Regions from separate parts of the Capra hircus genome. Here region 1 is linked to region 2. The links are chromatin contacts, called in public Hi-C maps. All regions are on one chromosome and are shown on one strand. Each heading gives the region's core, a stretch centred on a gene start, on an enhancer-like site or on the middle of the called end of the contact. The rest is flanking DNA. Distances are from core to core; before and after follow the strand shown. Region 1 overlaps B3GNTL1 (UDP-GlcNAc:betaGal beta-1,3-N-acetylglucosaminyltransferase-like protein 1). Region 2 has its middle 36 kb from the start of PSMD12.

The links. Hi-C and Micro-C count contacts between places; a contact is called where the count stands out from the background.
Region 1: a contact with region 2 is called in a Hi-C map of liver, with 5 times the contacts expected there. The contact joins two enhancer-like sites. A contact is called at or near these places in 4 of 5 Hi-C or Micro-C datasets (blood and liver).

What each region holds. Positions count from the first base shown.
Region 1 is chr19:49,299,683-49,303,818 of ARS1.2, forward strand. The region is part of intron 6 of B3GNTL1 (UDP-GlcNAc:betaGal beta-1,3-N-acetylglucosaminyltransferase-like protein 1); the gene reads left to right. Among named protein-coding and RNA genes, the nearest start is that of B3GNTL1, 72 kb to the left of the region's middle. Within about 2 kb of position 1,794, at least 1 of the 5 cell types and tissues checked has an H3K27ac peak or open chromatin away from gene starts, as enhancers often do.
Region 2 is chr19:49,101,825-49,106,507 of ARS1.2, forward strand. No RefSeq gene overlaps it. Among named protein-coding and RNA genes, the nearest start is that of PSMD12, 36 kb to the left of the region's middle. Within about 2 kb of position 2,442, at least 3 of the 5 cell types and tissues checked have an H3K27ac peak or open chromatin away from gene starts, as enhancers often do.

The DNA of each region.
Region 1 (4,136 bases), core at 544-3,043, 200 kb after region 2:
CCTGATTCTCTGGGGTGTACACCCAGGAGTAGGATTGCAGGATCATTACATGTTTATCATTTTGAAGAATGGCAGCCACAGTGTTTTATATTCCCACCAGCAATATAAGAGAGTTCCAGTTTCTCTACATCCTCATCATTACTTACGGTTTTCTGGTTTCAGTTTTTGTTTTTGTTTACGTTTTTATAGTAGCCATTTTCACAGGTATAAGGTGGTATTTCATGGTTCTGATTGGTAGTTCCCTAATGATCAGTGATGTTGAGCATCTTTTTTGTGTGTTTATTGGCCATTTGTGTATCTTCTTTGGGAGAACATGTGCTCAAGTCCAAGTATGCAGGGTCCAGAGTGTTGGCGTCCCTTCTCCTAGCCCTGTTGTGCAAAACCCCACAAATTTCTTTTTTTCCAATAACTGACTCTTGGGGGGTCATTATATTTTAGACTACTTGAATCAAATATGTGTCTCTTTAAAAGAAGAAATGTTTAATGATTTAGGGTAAAAAGTCAGGCATCTTCTGGACATTCATTTTAAGGAAGTTTTTTTTTTTTTTAATCTGGCTTCTCTTGTTTGTTTTTAATTCTACTTTTGATTTTAAAAAAAATCCTTGGGAATTCATCATAAAATTGCTTAAGAATTGCACTTGATTTCCATGGGTCTTGATTGGAGAAGGAAGAGAGGAAGCCAAGAGCTAGGAGGCCGCCTGCTGGCCCTGCTGGAGCACCAATGGGCAATGGGTCTGAGTCCCCAGCATGGTGACCGACTCCACACGGAGTGCCGGGACTGAGTCAGATGACCTTCAGCAGGACGACAGGCACAGCCAGGCCACAGTGGGGAGGTCCGCAGCCCTTTCCGTTGGAGCCGTGATTGGAGCCAAAATGCCCCCAGGTGTGGTTCAGGTCATTCAGGGTGAGATGTTTCCTGGAGGAGATGCCAGTTCACCAAAACGGGAGAAAGAGGTGAAAAGGTGAGAAAGAAAGAGATAAGAGGTGAGAGTGAGGAGTGGCAAGTGCAGCCCCGAGAAATGGCCAGCCCCTCCCCAACAACGCTCAGTGGGAGGCATGAAGAGGTGCCCCGGGAGTGGCAGGTGGGGACGGAGTCCTCTCACTTTGTTCTTTGTAGATCGAGAGAAACATTACGAAATGCTTTGGAAACTGTTCTGTCTTGTTCAAATAGGATTGGGGCAGGCGGGGGTTGATAAGACGGAGAAAGTAAGAAGCTTTAAGAAATGTCTGGGAAGGAGCAACCCCCCCAAAATTATAGGTGTTCTGCTCTCGGTGATTAAGTATAATCTGAAATGATTCCATGTAAATTGGGTGTTAAGGAATTCTCCATGTTGGGTTGAGGTGGGGGCTGGGGGCTGACCTGCAAAGCCCGCTGGGGATGGAGGCTTTGTGGCACATTCAGAAAAAAACTTTCCTCCTTCCCTCCCCCAGGGGGAGGTTGAAATGTGAATTTGGAGATCAAAGCACAGAGCCGAGAAGATCCTCACGCGCTGAGGAGTCCTAGAGGGGGAGTCCAGACGCAGCTCGTTGCCCTTCCCCTCCCTCTCTCCTTTTTCACTCTCCTCTTACTTTCATCAAGAGGCTCTTGGGTGCCCCCATCTCTGCCAGCAGCACCCCTGGAACAAACGTGTTTCTCCACCCTCCCTCCACCACTCCTGATCCTTGCTCACCTCCTGGGCACCCACCGTCCTCACCTGCCTAGGATGCACAGGCGTGAATGACTTGGGTTGGGTTCCGCAAAGCCGAGCTTGAGACCGTAGAGACACGGCAGGGGAGAAGCCAGCCCGAGGCCGCCCCTGCCGGGCCCACAGGGGTGCTGGACCATGAGCTCACACCCGGCTTGAGGGGTGGCACTTCCATGCCCCCCACATCGTAGGTCCCCCAGCTTTGCCACCCCCAGGGACACAGAGTACCCTTGGCATTTCTGGAGGACAAGTTCATGTTCCTCTAAAGGGCAGTTCCCCCAAGGGGCAAGCTTGAGCTTAATGTCATGAAAAGGATAATTCTTCCCTGTCGTTGCCCATTAAAAGGAGTTAGTTTAACAATTTCCTCAAATAATGACAGACGGGCTTTTCCTGACATTGTCCTTTTTATCATTATCACCAACCCAGTGCTGGGTGGCCGGCAGCCAGCAGGGCCACACGGGAGCCAGGGCAGAGCCAGCCTCAGGCTGCGCAGTGCCCTTGGCCCCTGTTCCAGGGAGACCAGGGGTGGGGGTCCACCTGGTCAGCGCTCCCTCCGCTGACACAGGATCCCTGGCGTTGGCTTTGTGAAGGAGCCGTTTCAGGTGCTGGGCTGTGAGCATGTCAAGGCCAAGAATATGGTTGACACGTGAGCCGTAAGGCTAAGGAGGGGTGGCCGTCAGGGCAGCACATAACTTCCTGGTGGTGCCAGTCGGTGTCATGTGGCGACAGCCCCAGGTCTGGGGGCAGCCGAGGCCTGCTGAGGGCCCAGCCGGCACAAGTAAGGTCCCCACGGGCAGAGCTGGGAGGGGCCGGAGGTGTGGCGGTGCTGCTGGCCCCTTGCCCAGACTTTCCTTCCTCTCGCCCCCGTGGGAAGCTGGTGTCTGGGGGTCCTGGCTGCTGCCCTGTTAGCCATCTGTTACTCCTTATCCCCAAATTTAGGGCCTTTTCACAGCCTTGGTGCAGGCCATGTTCCCCTGTGGAGCCTGCCCCTCTCACTGGCCTGGAGACTCTCCCAGGCCTCCCGCCCCTACGAGTCAGCATGTGAGGCTCTGACCTCTAGCATCCTGCAGCTGAGTCTGACCTGGAAGGATTTATGGGCCCTCCAACCCCTCGCGGCATCGTGTGGTCTCTGCTGGCCGAGGGCCTGCAGAGCCGAGGGTGGGACAGTGAGGCACACCCAACAGTCACTAGGCTGCTCCTCTCTGGGGCCTCCAGTTGAAACAAGCATGTGTGTCCTGCCCAGGGCTGCGCGTCCACCTGTGCCCATGCACTCGGGGCTCCCTTGGTGCACTCAGCCCCACACGGTGTCTGTTCCCTGCTTTCCCGTCACGGTGGACACCCGCAGCCGTGTGTGCCTGCACACGTGTGAGCAGAGTGCAGGCACAAGCCGGATTCCCTCCATCAGCCCTGCCCCTCAAGCCCACCCACTCACCCACTGGATGATCACTGAGCCCCATGGTGAGCAGGACGCCACTGGATGCCATGGTGCCAGGGCACAGCAGGATGGACACCCCCGCCCTGCATGGGAGCCTGGGTGGTGCCAGGCTTGCTGACTGCCTGTGGGATGACTGGCACCTCAGACACAAGGGATTGGGTTGGAGTCAGAGCCGCCTCCTGGCCAGAGCTGGGCTGGCATAGCGCTGCCCAGACGACAGCACTAGGCCCCAGGAGATCCGAGCAGTGGTTCTTGGGGCCAACACTGGCCGCTCAGCAGTTGAGGGAGGCACATGGGTGCTGCCTGGCCCAGATTTGCCCCCAGGTTGGGAGCAAGATGAAGGATTCTGCAGCAGCTGGGCCCCCAGGTGGGCCAGCAGCTGGCCAGGGCAGCGTGTGCCCGGTCGCCAGGCCAGACCCTCACCTGCAGAGAAAACCAGTCCAGCCGCCAACACCTTTCCTCCACCGCAGCCCACGACAACATCGGAAGTGGCTCAGCAGGTGTTTCTGGAACCAGGAAGTGCGGTAAATTGGGCCCCGTCCACATGGGATGAGTGTGGATGTGTGTGAACCAAGCCTCTGGCCCTGCTTGGGCATCCTATGGGCAGAACTGCCCACGGAGAGCTCCTGGCTATGGCGTCTCGGTTTAGCATCACCCGTGTGGACGGCCATGCATAAGCACTGTGTTGTCTGTGCTGGAGGCATGTTGACAGAGCCCCCCACCCCACCCCGAGGGGGATGTCATGAGGCCACAAGGCCACAGAGCACAGACGTGTGAGGACACGTGGGATGTCGCGGTCGACACGGCACCACGTCCAGTTCTCAGACACAGAGCTGCTTCTAAACCTGTTGTAAACCCTTTGTTTCTCTCATTTCAGGGGGAACCCAAGCGTTCTGCATTTCATTCTCATATCAAGTCAGTTTTATATCAAACGAGTATCAATTTTCTACTCAAAATACTTCAAAAAGTGTGCCCGGATACTGTAGCCTACCCATGGTAGGCTGTAGTGTTTTCTT
Region 2 (4,683 bases), core at 1,192-3,691:
CAACCTCCACTTGGGGGGTCCCTCCACAGGGACATTGTGTGTTGGGGGAGACAGAGCAAACTCAAGCCTGGTTCCCTGGCACCTCTTCTCCTCCAGGCCTCATCCTGGGCCTGCTGAGTCCTGTCCCAGCCAAGAATCCCCCACCCTTGAAGCTATCCGAGTTCCTCTTAGTAAGTTGCATTTGCATCCTCACCTGGCCAAGGGCTGTAACTCTTCACTCTGTCTTTGTTATACTAGGAGTTGAAGTCAGTTTCTTCCCACATTTGCCAGAGTCTTGAATAAAGTCTCTTGCACTTTCTAACAAGTGTCCAGTGAATAATTTGTCCTTAACAAGGGTTGTGAGAGGGCAACCGTGAGTGTCTAGTGGGGGCCTGGCGGGAGTGAGAGTTATGTACACAGTTGTGTATATTCCCTTGTGTAGCTGAAGAAGTGGTGGGACAGGTGAGGGTTAGCCTCAAGGCATGAACCCCAAAGCTGGGCACCATACTGGAACACTGGGGGATGCCCAGAAGTGGCACTAGTTGAACAGGCACTATGGGAAGAGCAAGAGGCCTGCTTGGACAGGAGGAGCAGCATCTCAGACAGGGTAGCTGGTGGGGTGACACTGGGGTCCCTTGGGTAGCACCACCGACTCCAGTTCTCAGAAGGGCTGCAGGAGGGCAACGTTCACAGCTTGTCTCCCCTCTGCCCTTCCCTTCTTCCTGGTTCTTCCCTTTCACTCTCATAACAGGGAAACCATGTTTTGCATCCTTTGCCAGGATCATTTGGAGTCAGGTGCCTGACTTTAACAGAGAAGGCGATGGCACCCCACTCCAGTACTCTTGCCTGGAAAATCCCATGGATGGAGGAGCCTGGTGGGCTGCAGTCCATGGGGTCGCTAAGAGTTGGACACAACTGAGCGACTTCATTTTCACTTTTTGCTTTCATGCATGGAGAAGGAAATGGCAACCCACTCCAGTGCTCTTGCCTGGAGAATCCCAGGGATGGGGGAGCCTGGTGGGCTGCCGTCTATGGGGTCCACAGAGTTGGACACGACTAAAGCAACTTAGCAGCAGCAGCAGCAGCAGCCTGACTTTAAAGGTGATGCAGGAAACGTGCTTCGTGTCACTCAGAAAGTCACCAACACATGCTTCTTCCCAGTGATGAGGCCTCAAGTGTTTCCCCCTGGGTTTCTGGACCTTGTAGGCAAAGCTGGGTCTCTACCTGTCTGACCTCTGATGTATTTCTGAGGCCCAGAGACCCAGGGAGAGTGTGATGATCTGAAGCATGTGTCTGGTTAACCCGTCGTTAACAGGTCTGAAATGCAGTGTCTTAGAGCCGCCGCACCAGCCATCACAGGCATCCACCTGGCCCACCTGGCTCTGACCTGCCTGTGCCTGGGGTGGGCTTTCCTCCAGGAGTCAGCTCTGGACACTGCTGGACGGATGGACCACCCGGGCCTCGTCCCTGTTCTCCTCCCCTGTCCAGCCCCTCCCCAGGGTGTGAAATCTGGTATTTTTCAACTCCAAGCAGCAATCCAGGTAAGGCAAAAAACCGTTCTCTGGAGCTGGGTAGAGAAACTAGATGGGTGAAGTAATGAGTTGAAATGGACTTGACTAAGTGCCAAGTTGTAGCTGAATGTCCTGGAGACTGGAGATCTGGTTCAATTAAGCTTTAATGTATTTTTTTAGGTGAACTGTTAACACTGTTGTATTTAGTTAAGAGTCAGCTTTTACAAAGAATGACACCAGGCTCCTGAATAACAAAGGAGCAAGACCTGGGAACGCCCCCAGTGTGAGTGTGTTGGGGGCGGGGGGCAGGGCGGGGCTGCTGTCACCTGGGTGTGGAGGAGCTGTGGCTGAGCAGAGGCAGCGGGAATGCAGAAGCCCAGAGGCAGAGAGATCGTGCAGCTTGGTGAAAAGGCAATGCACTATCTAGAGTGGAGTTCGAGGTACACACTCAAGCCACACAAAACTTGCAGCAGTTTCCTCCAAATATTCTTTCGCACCCTCTGCCGCCTGTTCGCTGACTTGGGGTGTCCTGCCAAGGGTCACCTCTTGGACTAGAGATCAGGCCATGTCCTTGGAGCTCTGGGTGCGTCCAGGAATCAGCTGACCCATTCCATAGGAGCCGATGTCCTTACCTGAACCCTGCTTTATCAAGGAGATGCCTCAGCTCTGAGGCCTGCAGAGGATTGGGGCAGGAGCAGGGTTGGGAGGTTTAGCCGGTTACGGTGGCTCAGCGTCCAGCCCTCCTGCGCTCGCCCATTTCCAAGAGGAAGTCTGGGAACAGAGCCCAGCTCCTGGCGCCAAAGCTTTGCTTCTGCCCTTCCTGACTTGAGAAGCTGGGGGCCAGGTCCCTGGCCTTGCCAGCCTACACCCCTACTCACTGTCTTGAACCTGCTGGGGGGCTCCGGGAACCTGGGCCAATGCCCAGGGCTTGTGCCAGGCGCACGCCGAGGCTCCTCGTGGCCAGCAGGTGGCGATGCAGGAGCGCTGGAAGGGCAGCAGGCTGGGCTTCCTCCCCGTGGGACCCCTCCACTCCCTGCAGCCTCTGCTGCAGCCCCAGGTGGTTGCCGAGGCTCCTCTGCTGGCTAGGGAGTGTGCACTCAGGGTGAGTGGTCAGGCTGCGGTGCTGGGAGGGCTGGGTGAACCAATGCAGAGGCCAGAGCTCTGGGAAGCCCTCCACCTCGTCCCCGTGTTTTCTGCCCTCCCTGTTTGATGCTTCAGGGGTGGTTCCACTTAAGCAACCTGGTCAGCCCTTGATGCCTGTTTCGTGGATGAGAGAGTAGAGGCTCAGGTCAGGGGCAGAACCCAGGGTGCACACATGGTGTCCCTGAATGGGCCGAGGCAGAAAGTCAGCATGTTCTTGCCACTTCTGTTCTAAGCCCTGGAGTCTCAGGTCAGCCTGGGGTCCTTGGTCTCCAGCCTGTCCATCAGGCCAAGGGTGTGTGCAGGGCTGGCAGGGTGGGTGTCTTTGAGCATGCAGGGGTGTGAGGTGTGGATGTGTTCCCTGTGAGTGAGTGTCTGGGTGTATCTCACAGTGTGTGTATGTGTGTCTGTGTGTCTGTGTATCCGAGTGTGCAAGCAGTTCCTGGGTCCTGTAAGCTTCATCTCTTCCTCGGTCTAAGATACTTAGACAAGTTGTCTCACAAATGCATTGGCAAAATGGGTCCAAACCATTTCCTCTGCTCAAAGGGAGCACCCAGTGTCTGCAGGTGGAGATGTCCCCACCCTTCACATGACTTCACTCGACCCTGTCCCCGCTCACCCTGGAGGTGCCCCCGGGATGGTGACCATTCTAGGAAGGAGATGCTCAGTGAAACTCATCAACTCCCCGTTGCTTCTAGGAAACAGTAGTAACTCTGCTCATATTCAGCAAGTCCAAGTTGCCTCTGCTTGGAGGTCATGCGGCCAGGCTTCCTGGTGCCAGTGGGTGACTCAGCTCGAGAAGGCACCCCACCCACCCACAGCTCTCAGAGGTTGGCCACATCCCGCCTCCGCAGGCCCAGCACGCGGGTTCTGTTCCCTGGCTGCGTCACCCAACCTCCTGGGGAACGTCTCACCTCCCACTACCCTATCCTGGGGATACATGGGGTGTATCTTAATCAGTAGCTGATTAAGACAAGCTGGGCACTGGTAGCAGCTAACTAAAGGAGTTGAGCAACTTAAGAAGTAACAGCCATCAGACACGCCAATGGCTCTGGCAGGTCGAAGGATGAGAGAGGAGGGCTGGAGGGCTGCAGAGCCGGGACTTGGGGGCTGTGGGGCCCGGCCAGCTGCTGGCCTCTCCTGGGATTTATAATGTCGGTTGGCACCCCTGCAAACCTGTGTGGGAGCAGGAATGCTGAGTCACAGGCCCTTGGTCAGCTTGTAGAGACATTTTAACACGTGCAACATGAAAGATCCTGCTAAGAGAGAGGACCCTGGGTGTGTGCATTTTGACAGAAAGAGGCTCAGTGGGGACAAAGGGCCATGAGTTGAAACCTGAGCGGGCCCACAGGTCCCACTAGTGTGCCTATAAAGTGAAAGTCTGGAGGTGCTCCCAAGAGTGCCCTATCTGTGCCCAGTTAGACTGCCCTGAATGTCCCCTTGGGCAGCGAGCAGGTCCCCGGGCTTGAGTGCCCTGTGGACCTGCTGTGGGGCCGTCTTTCCAGACAGTGAAACTTACCTGCTCTCAGGGCAGGGCTGAGCCCCAACCTACCTGTTCTGATCATCCCAGGTGAGGGTCCAGAGCTCCTGCAGGCAGTGTGTGAGTGGTGTGCGAGGCCTTGCCCAGAGCACCCACCCTTGGTCCAGACCCTTGTCACTCAGATGTCCAGTTGCCCAGGCCCCTGCCCACACCCTCCCAGGAGGACTCTCAACAATGGTTCTTGGCTGCCTGTCCTGTGTTCCAGCTCAGCTTAGATGTGCTCCAACCAGGTGGCACAGAGCAGGCTGCTCTCCAGGGAATGCAAGAAGGGGTGTCTGAGCCCAGAGTATAAACCCTCCTCTGTATAGACGAGAAAACTGCTACCCCACTGGTGCGGTGCTCTGCATTCCTCGGACTTAGGAAGCCTCCTGTGATCCTGGTTGCCCCAGTTGTCCCCTTCTGGCCTCTAGAAAGATCTCCCATACCCCCACTCCACCCCCTGCCCTTGTTGTTGTTTAGTCACTAAGTCGTGTCCTACTGTTTTGTGACCCCATGGACTGTAGCCTCAGAGAA